Regions from separate parts of the Mus musculus genome. Here region 1 is linked to region 2. The links are chromatin contacts, called in public HiChIP or PLAC-seq maps. All regions are on one chromosome and are shown on one strand. The core of a region is the stretch at or near the end of the contact, and the rest is flanking DNA. Distances in the headings are between cores, read along the strand shown.

Region 1 (5,021 bases), core at 1,179-3,678, 250 kb after region 2:
GAGCAGGGACAGGGGGGAAATTGGGAAAGGGGATAACATTTGAAATGTAAATAAAGAAAATATCCATTTAAAAACAAAACAGAAAACAGCCAACAAACCAAACCAACAACAACAATCAATAACCTAAATACCTAGCATTTAGCCCTTAAACTTGCTTCCCAGTCAAGAGCGAGCAGCCTTAGCGCCTGGAAGGAGTTGAGGCTGACTCAGCGACAAATACAGAGGGATGGTTCTATGCTTTAGGAGTGGAGAATCCAGGGTTTCTTGGAGGAAAGGCTGGTGATCCAGTATCAGACATAGAGTACGGCATCAACTTGAGGATATGCAAGGGAGAGTCAAAGCATAGGGAGGGTGGGCCGTGTGGGAAAAGACCAGGGAAGGAGGCACCCAAAGCACACGGCTGTGTTTGAACACACACCCCAGGTTGCGATGTAAAGGGTGGCCCGAAGCCAGCCCTGCCTCCTCAGAGGTACACATACGAATGCTGACTAGTTCCAGATCTCAGATAAGATGTGAATACAAAGCTAATTCTAAACAACGGTAGGCGCTGTGCCCAGGCATATTTTCTTTGTGTGTTTGTAAGGAAACCTGCTTAAGTGTGAAGAGAATCACATTTTAAGGGAGGCTGTGCTATACTGAACACATGACATGCTCAAAGCTGTGTGCTATCATCAACTATGAGCTTTCAGCTTTTGGTTTCTTTAATTTCAAACTTGCAGTCCTCTTGCCTCAGCTGGATAACTGGAACTTTCCCTCTGGTTTTAAGAGAAATAGTAATAATGAAAGAGTGACTATTTATTTGACTTAGAGTTGGACAGATTTTAGGGCTGGTAGGGAAAATTCTGGGGGTTCCCCTGGCTGATCTCTCCCACCTCTTTGGATGCCAAGGTTGAGACTGAGAGTCCCTGTCAATGTCCCAGGAAAGGTTGTGAAAGGACAGCTGTGGTGGTGGAGGCTCCGTGTCCCTGTCGTTCAGCACGAGTGTCACCCATGCTGTTAGAGCCCCAGAGAGAGCAGAGGTTTACTTCTATGAAAAAGACTCTCCCATTGCTTAGGAAATAGCTTTCTACTCTTTGGCTTTTGTCTCCTCGGATCTGCAGTTCCGCTTTGGAGATTGTGGAAACGGATAGTTCTTGAGTTCTGCCCTTCCATTCTGATTTATCCTCACTGATCTTAGTGTGACCGTTAAATTTAGTAGATATTCCTGTATCTCATTTAAGATGGGGAACGTAGGCATGATAGAGCTGATGTTGTGGGGGGGGGGGGCAGCACAAAGGAGAGGTGGGTGAGTGAGCCTTGGCCTTGCCCCTCCCCTGCCTCTGTCTTGTTCTCACTTTCCACCCTTGGGGCACCCACACTGTGTGTAGTTCTCTCTTTGGAACAGAGCCTCTCTCTCTCTTGCTTTCTTCTCTTATTCTTTGGTGCACATCAGACACCTGCTTTCTGGGGTTGGTTGGTTGTTGTTCCCCCCCCCCCCCCCCGCCGTTAGTCAAACCTGGTAATTTTTCAGTAAGAAGTACAAGGGAAGAAATGGAGAGATGATGCGCAAGGCATCTTCATGCCCCGGAGCACTGGGTGGGAAAGGCTGTCAGCCACTGTCCTGGGATTGTTTAGGGATGGGTTAAGGGGTTACCAAGCGTGGTGAGTGCCTCTCAAGCTTCACTGTGCCAGGAGGAAGAGGAGCTAAGGAGATAATTCAGTGCATAAGAGCGCTTGCTGCACACACGGGAGGACCTGAGTTCATGTCGTGTCAAAGACAATAATTAAAACCAGCCGGGTGTAGTTGCACAGGGTGTACCTGTGACCTCCAGCTTGTGGAGGGTGGAGCTTGATAGCTGCTAGCCTGGCTTCACAGTCCGTGAGAGACCTCATCACAGAGGAATGAGTCATGGAGAGATAGAGCAGGACACTAGGCATCCTCCTCTGACCTCTCCATGTACACACAGATGTCATGCATGCCTGTACCCTACTGTGTGTGTGTGTACTACCCATATATGCTACAAACACACACACACACACACATATACACATATATGCACAGACACACACAAGCACACATGCACACACACACACCCTGCATAAAATAACCCTCAAACTTTTACTGTGTTCACCTAGCTCCTTCAGATGGAGGTTCTGAAGGGTGTGTGTTGGTGTGTGTCAGTGTGTGTCGGTGTGTGTCGGTGTGTGCGTGCATGAGCGCACAGGGGTGGGATTCGGGGGAGGGGAAGCTCGGGACCACGGCTGCAGTTCCAGGACTGAGTTTCTGAGCAGCTTCAGGTGAAAGTATCTCAGCCTGCCATGCGAACATTTAGTAAGACTTACGTCTGCCTCCCAGTCACTTTGAAGCTATGATTCACTGCTCGCAGAGGAAGCGATAGCATCTAAAATTAGATTCTTCGATTGTAGCCACTCCAGAAGCAAGGGTGGGGTGCACTTCCCCTTTTGGGGCTCCCCTTGAAGACTGACACTGGGCAGTCCTGTAGCTCACGTCAGGTCACTGCAGGGGCAGAGCATCTTTGCACTCTGCCACACATTTTTTTGCTCTAGAGGCAAACCCTAGTTATTTTTAACCTCACATCTTGATGAGGCTGGGATGAGGTTAATTTTTAGTAGTGGTGCAGAACACACATCCGTCTTTTTTTTTTTAAAGAAATGCATAAAACCTCATATGGAGTTGTCAAAATAGGATGGCATATTTCATAAAAATATGAAGCAGGATAAGGAGTGGTTTATACCGGGTAAGTGTGGTGAGATTGTCTTTTGTTTTGTTCAGCACATAGGCAGTCCCGGGTGCAGTGGAATAAGTGAGGTTTCATTAGGGGCTGCGAAGTGAGACCTGCTTTCTCTGAGGTTTCTGCAACCCAGAGGAGTTCTCTAAGGCATTTAGGGTCTTGGCATTAGCATTTCTGAACAAACGTCTTCTGATCTATCTGAAAAGGTGCTGCCAGTTCACACGGGCTCCTAAAGTTCAGTGTGCTTGCTTCAGGGTTGTTTTGACCACAGAAGAAATATGATCACAGTTCATATTAAAGAAAGGTTACAAAAACAAACCCAACAACAACAACAACAACAACAACAACAAGCAAAGCCAACGAAACTGACACATGTGGTTTGGGCTGAGTTCTTTACTACATAAGAGAAAAAGCATCATTGTTCAGCGCCCACCCCTGAGCTGTTTTTCCCTCTTGTCTGTGTGGTGTGGGCTGGGGCTGGAGCCCAGATACACATGTTAAGCTTGCACTGTGTATCTGAGCTGCATTGCTAGCCTACTTCGGTGTTTCTAACGCATACACGTGAGGAGATGTTGCATATTTAGCTTGCTGGTCCTTATTAGGGAGGTTTGCTTTGTAATTGCCCAACATCCAATTGCTATCTAGTTATCCAGGGTTAAAGAAGACATTTAAAATGGCATGTACAACAGAGCTTCTTAATATCTGAGTTTGCATGTAAAATCACAGGTTCAGCTGTTTGTTTTTCAAATGAAGATGTGTATATCTATCTTGCCAGCCCAAGGTATCATAAATCTTAGTGTTGTAGTTTGTCAATATTATTCTCATTTCTTAATAGCATTTTCTCCGCAAGGGCTGGAGACATGATTCAGTGGTAGGCTGATGGTCTGGTGTGCTCAAGGCTCTAGGTTTGATTGCCAGGACTGAGAAGGCCAGCAACAAAACAGCTGCATTTGCCTGGATTTTAATGAATTAGTTAATGAATTAATGGGCAGGGCCTCATTCTGTAGCTTAGGCTTATCTAGAACATACTATGTAGCTCAGGCTGACTTCTTAGCTTACAGCCATCCTCCTGCATCAGCTTACCCAGGGTTGGGATTACAGGCATGAGCTACCCACTACACTATGCTGGCACTTGTCTTTATAAATAGCAACTTGTTTGTTTGCCTGTTTATTTGTTTGAGACAAGCTCTCACTGTGTCTTAAGTAGCAATGTTTAATTGGCTTAAAGTCTGCCCTAAGCTTCAAACATGCCCTGTATGTATCTTAAAACGCCCCATTCTTTAGCTCAGTTTGCATTTTTATTACACCAGGGAACAAGGAAGGCTTCTAACCTGTGGAAATGACTGGTAGTCAGGAAGGAAAGAGAGAAAATGGATAATGTATGGAATTTTGTGTTAGTTTTTGTTACAAGATGATTTTTACTTTTGATTTCAAAGCCAAGAAGAATAACTGAAATTGTCATTGATATATAATTGATACTATATGATAATATATTAATATAATGTAAGATAAAGATCAAAATAATCTCCAACTATATAGAGAGTTTGATGCTCAACTGGTTACATGAGATACCATCTTAGAGAGAGAGAACTGCACAATGATATAGCATTTAGTTAATATATGTTAATATATGTACAACAGCTCATATTTCAAATTCCAAGTAAATACTTCTATTGTGTATATGCCTAGCTTAGCTATTCTAAATAATTGCTGGAAGCCGTGGGGAGTTTCATCTCCACACATGGTTGGTTCGTGAGCTCTGCATCATCCAGTGGTTCTTCTACATGATATCATTGGGCCCCAAACATTCTGAGAGTGCTAAGGGGCCCTTTAAGTTCTTTACGCGAAGCCTTACTTGGTGTGTTCTCTCCTGAGGGAGTATGGGAGAGGAACTTTATTAATAGTTAAAAATGCTTAAAATTAAATTGCCAGTGTAAAGTGTTTTCATAAAATGGGTAGTATACCAGAAAATCAAATAACCCCATTAAAAAATGGGGCTCAGAGCTAAACAAAGAATTCTCACCTGAGGAATACCGAATGGCAGAGAAGCACCTGAAAAAATGTTCACCATCCTTAATCATCAGGGAAATACAAATCAAAACAACCCTGAGATTCCACCTCACACCAGTCAGAATGGCTAAGATCAAAAATGCAGGTGACAGCAGATGCTGGCGAGGATGTGGGGAAAGAGGAACACTCCTCCATTGTTGGTGGGATTGCAAGCTTGTACAACCACTCTGGAAATCAGTCTGGTGGTTCCTCAGAAAATTGGACATAGTACTACCAGAG
Region 2 (5,267 bases), core at 373-2,872:
TGCAAGCAATAGGAAACCATATTCTTTTGTTTTCAAGAAAGGATCTCTCTGTGTAGCCCTGAAACTCAATCTGTAGACCAGGCCGGCCTCGAATTCAGAATCCACCCGACTCTGCTTCCCAAGTGCTAGGATGAAGGGCGGGCTCCCTCATGGACCTGACAGAAAACTCTGATTCTTAATGCCTTTCATTCTTCTCTGTGGTGTATTAGCATCCTGGCAGAAAAGCCAATGGATTAGCCTTCAAACTGTTGAATCCCATAGTCTTGTCTTTGTTGGTTTTACCCTTAGCTTCTTTTTCCATCCCCTCCCCCAGCCTCTCCCCCCTCCCCCCAGGTTATGCTCCCTTCCACACAGTCTTTGCAGAAACCTGGGTCCTGTGAGACCACAGGGGAGCAGAGAGCCCAGATGAAAGGCAACATTGTTTGCCTGTCCCTGCCAGAATGCGGGTTTAAGCATCTATCTGACCTCTTTGCTGTTTTCTCTCATCTCCCCTTTCCCAGACTGCTAGCCGGCTCGCCTAGCGTGATGGCTGTGGACATCCAATACAGCTACAGCAGTATGGCCCCTTCTTTACGCAGAGAGCGCTTCACCTTCAAGATCTCCCCCAAACTGAGCAAGCCCCTGAGGCCTTGTATCCAGCTGGGCAGCAAGGATGAAGCCAGTGGAATGGTGGCCCCCGCAGTGCAGGAGAAGAAGGTGAAGAAGCGGGTGTCCTTCGCCGACAACCAGGGGCTGGCCCTGACAATGGTGAAAGTGTTCTCGGAATTCGATGACCCACTAGATATTCCCTTTAACATCACCGAGCTCCTAGACAACATCGTGAGTCTGACGACAGCAGAGAGCGAGAGCTTTGTTTTGGATTTTCCGCAGCCTTCCGCAGATTACTTAGACTTCAGAAATCGCCTTCAGACCAACCACGTCTGCCTAGAAAACTGTGTGCTGAAGGATAAGGCCATCGCGGGCACCGTGAAGGTCCAGAACCTGGCCTTCGAGAAGGTTGTGAAGATCAGGATGACATTTGACACCTGGAAAAGCTTCACAGATTTCCCTTGTCAGTATGTGAAGGACACTTACGCTGGTTCAGACAGGGACACATTCTCCTTTGACATCAGCTTACCCGAGAAAATTCAGTCTTACGAAAGAATGGAGTTTGCCGTGTGCTACGAGTGTAACGGCCAGGCGTACTGGGACAGCAACAAAGGCAAAAACTACAGGATCACCCGGGCTGAACTCCGATCCTCTCCGGGAAAGATTGAGCCGTACAATGGACCAGATTTTGGAATCTCTTTTGACCAGTTTGGGAGCCCTCGGTGTTCCTTTGGCCTGTTTCCAGAGTGGCCTAGTTATCTGGGATATGAAAAGCTGGGGCCCTACTACTAGTGACTGCAGGTGACAGTCCGTGGCTCAGATCAAGATGGAGGCGAGAGAACGGAAGGCCAGAGGAAAGTTGAACTGCCACTAGGCGTGGTTTTTGAAAAGACAGGCTCCTGTTCACCTTTTTCTTAAACCAGCAAGTCCAGCGTGTTTCCATCACACCCGGTTTCTTGCTCAGAGGAGTGGAGCGGTGCTGATCCTCTGTGGCATCCGGGTTGGCCACAAGGGAATGCGCAGGATGGTGCCAGAAGGGTCTGGAGAGGAGCCAAGCTGGCAAGGACAGAGGAAGCTGGCCTCTCTTCCACACTTGGACTCTGAAAGTCACCCAGAAACCAATCTCCAGCCTTACCATTGACCTCGAGGTCCTGTCCCCGCTCATGGCTTTCCATGCGTCTCCTTCATTCCACGAGTACTCCGAAGGGAGCCACCTCAGTTCTGGGACACACTGGCCTGATTGATACCCAGCAGCCTCAGAAGAGGGCCGGGGGCGGGCGCTTTCTGTGCGAGCTCTTTCACTACACTTCCTCCCGCTACAGTCTATCCAGTGATCTGGACAAGAGAGACAAAGCAAATAAGTAGCTCGTGTCTGGGATAGGCATTCCCTCCCCCCTCTCTCCTCCTGACCCCTCCTTTATATTCCAGAAGAGAGCAACATATTAGTTACTAGAAAGTCATTGGTTCCCATGTGGGGTCACAGGGTACAGCACTGGGACAAGGTGGGACAGTCTGAACTTTTAGCTTTTCCTCTTGGATGTTGGGGGAGCTTTTGAAGCACCGTTTCACCCGGAGTTACCAGAAGAGGACTCAATGACAAGATGCATTTCCACTTGCCTGGCCGGTGTGTGTGAACTGTTTGTGTTTGAAGAGAGTCATAGCTCTCATGTCTCCTGGAGCCTCCACTTCAGTGCCTTGTCTGAGGCTTTCAAATAGCAAGACTGGCATCTCCTCGAGTCCTCCAGACTGTGCTTAGATATATATTCATATTCAGGATGCTTTATGAACCCCCAAGGACATTGATCGGGTGTTTTTATTTATGGTGTGTATTATAAAAAGATAGGGGAGAAAAACCTCACGTTTTTCTATGTTATTTTAAATGTTTGTCAACTCTGAGGTATCAGATGAAGTTTTCTTAACCATATTGGAGTGCAATGCGCTTTCATACGCTAGCGTGAGACTCCTGGAGTTCTTACCCTTGGGTGAACCCCCAAACCCTGTGATTTTTCTCTAGGGCAAATTAGAATTATAGGGGAGATTTTTTTAAATGCGAGTTTGTAGAATTAGGGGTGTTGTTTTGTTTTGGAAGTTTGATAAAAGATGCCTGTTTCATTTCCTTACTGAAGTGATGTTTCCCTGAGACAAGACAGAAAGGAGCAGAGTCTCATGGTTTCGGAGGTGGGGGCCACTGGACGTAGCCCTGTGCCCTCTGGCTTTATAAGTTAGCATCAGGCAGACATCAAATGTTTTTAATCCTAGCATGTGTGGTTTATTTTTTATCTTAACTTTTTCACTTTTGAAGATTCAAATGTTTTGACTTTTTAAATGTTATTTTCTATGATTTCTTATTCCTAAAACTGGTACTAGTCTGTAATCTGTGCTTTGTATATTGTGCCTCTCCCAGATGGGTGGCGATCTGGGATTGCATGCTGATTATCTGTGAGGAAATCATCTTTGTGCCATGAGGCTGAAGCTGGGGCCAGGAGTTTGTGTTTTATCTAAGCAGGCCATGTATCTCCTAGATGGGTGTACTTTAAATGTTCCGGATTTGTTGACCAGAGCAGCTAGGTTGAAATTGGATAGAAAGCAAAACTGCTCTCTATGGGTCATGCATTGTGTGTTAAGAAGGAAGGCAGCCAAGGGCACTGTTTCTTACATAGATGCAGACTAAAGATCATAAAATGGCTGGGGGCGGGGGCGAGGTACGGAATGGAATCTGTTCAGTGGTATGGATGATCTTCAGACATTCCGAGTCAAAATATAAAATATGGTAATTCCATGTTATATGTCCCTCCTAAAGCAGACATACCCTCACCCCCTTTTGCCCAGATTTGCCCCAGCTTTCTTGCTCACGAGCACTGCTTGAAAGCCCCCCAGCCAGCACACCTGGGGTGCACACCCACTGCTCAGCTCCAGGGGCATGTTGTGCCTTTGCCTGCTCACCAGGACCCTTCCCTTGAAGCAGTCCGTGGGCTGTGCTTGACTTCCTTATCAAGGCTGTCACTCAGAGACAGAAGAGTCTTCCTTCTGCTTTCTGCCTCCAATACAGCCCTCCTTCTTTTGACCCAGTCTGTCCCATGACTCTGAGATAGCCTCGGGAGCTGCATTTAGAAACTCTATGCATTGTTCAGAGTTCACCACTGTAGACAAATTTACGCAGCTCAGAAGACGACAGGCCCCTTGCTTGAAGATCCCACGGCAAGTTTGACCTGGAGGTCTGTCTTCATGCAGTTCTTGGCTAGGATGATGGATGGATCCTAATCCCCAGACATTGTGATCCAGGAAGGGAAGGCAACCCCATTCTTTGTTCCATATTTATTTCCCCAAATTCCCTGGGGTGCTTTGGCAAAATGGGTACAATAAATAAGCTAGACCATAAGACATGTTTCTTGTAAGAAGCCGTTTGAGTGTTGTAAGAATATTTTCTCTAGAAAGCTAGGAAGGCATAATGGAAGTCTGTAGTTCTGCAGAAACTAAAGCAACTTGAGTCAATGGTGGGAGTTATTTTATCCCTGAGATGTAAGCTTGGTGGCTCCTGATTCTGGGAAATCTGCACTCAGCCGCATCTCCTGGCATGATCACAGAAACTGCAGATAAGATGTTCCCGAAATTCTGGGATCTTACCTCTAACGGGATCGTCCAGAGTCACTCAAAGACATTTCTCTTGCTGAGGTTCTGTGAGATGCCTCCAGCTCCATCAGCAAAGCTGTGAGTGTTTCCACGGTTTTGCTGCAGTTCCCAGAGGCCCCTGGGGCACGTGGACTTCTAGAGTGCACACGTGATGATGTTACACTTTTGCTTTAATGTGAACATTCAACTGACGGGCTTGTCGTCATTGTATGCCTACATGTGCCTTGTTCAGAAACTTCTGCATGTTTGTAAGACATATTTTTGTATACATTGGTAGAGGGGAAATGCACTTTAAAAAAAATCACAAGAATGGATGTGTGTGTGTGTGTGTGTGTGTGTGTGTGTGTGTGTGTGTGTGTGTGTGTGTGTGTGGTGGAAGAGAATGATTTCTTTGTATCTCAAAAGCAAAAACGTAATAAATATAGAAAGAAAAGAAAATGAAAACTATTCCTTCTATTTTTAGCGTTGGAAGAAGGGGAAGCATATTTTAAGTCAATGATTTTTTTTTTCTATACATGTCTTTGTATTTTTTAAGGTACAGGTTGTATTCAGTGGATATGAAAAGCTGGAAGGCTTGCAGGGTGGGGAGGGGACCAGTGCTTTAAGCTATCTGGCAGTGAAGGCAGGTGATGGAGCCTTCACCTAGAACCAGAGAGGAGGGACAGAGGTGATTATTGTCCTCTATGGATCCTAGTCATCCAAGTTCCCGACTCTTGCTTCTTCCCTCCCTCTCGGAAGGTAGAGCAGACAAGCGTGTGGATTCAGACAGTCCTGGGTAAACTATCTATGGCGCTCTCAGCTTTGAACTTCTCCATCACAAAGACTCGGTAACCAGGAAAAGAAACCATCTGCTGGTGTGGCCTATCCTCCACCATTGAATGCAGATGTGTACCCTGCGTGAGATTTTCAGAAGTTCAAAAAAACAAAGGGACGCTACCCACCACCCCAACCCCTGGCCCTGATTATTTAAAGGCCAAGGTTTTTGCTATAGGCTCCGAGTCAATGAGGCAGAGCCTTGGCGTCCCTACACAGCTATCCCTTTGCTATGT

Evidence for each region. HiChIP or PLAC-seq counts read pairs in DNA pulled down with a chosen protein or histone mark.
Region 1: an H3K27ac HiChIP or PLAC-seq map of microglia shows a contact between it and region 2, with 4 times the contacts expected there. The contact joins two enhancer-like sites. A contact is called at or near these places in 2 of 115 datasets of contacts at active chromatin or transcription factors (memory CD8 T cells and microglia) and 1 of 9 other capture datasets (liver).

The regions. Positions count from the first base shown.
Region 1 is chr8:35,631,698-35,636,718 of GRCm38.p6, forward strand. The region is part of intron 1 of Mfhas1 (malignant fibrous histiocytoma amplified sequence 1); the gene reads left to right. Among named protein-coding and RNA genes, the nearest start is that of Gm16793, 45 kb to the left of the region's middle. Within about 2 kb of position 2,429, at least 129 of the 459 cell types and tissues checked have an H3K27ac peak or open chromatin away from gene starts, as enhancers often do. A contact at or near this core is called in microglia, where this site is marked.
Region 2 is chr8:35,383,484-35,388,750 of GRCm38.p6, forward strand. It overlaps Ppp1r3b (protein phosphatase 1, regulatory subunit 3B), which reads left to right. Exons shown (of 2, transcript NM_001364452.1): 2 at 501-4,656. The coding sequence starts at 526. The coding sequence ends at 1,380. Among named protein-coding and RNA genes, the nearest start is that of Ppp1r3b, 9.5 kb to the left of the region's middle. Within about 2 kb of position 1,623, at least 20 of the 459 cell types and tissues checked have an H3K27ac peak or open chromatin away from gene starts, as enhancers often do. A contact at or near this core is called in microglia, where this site is marked.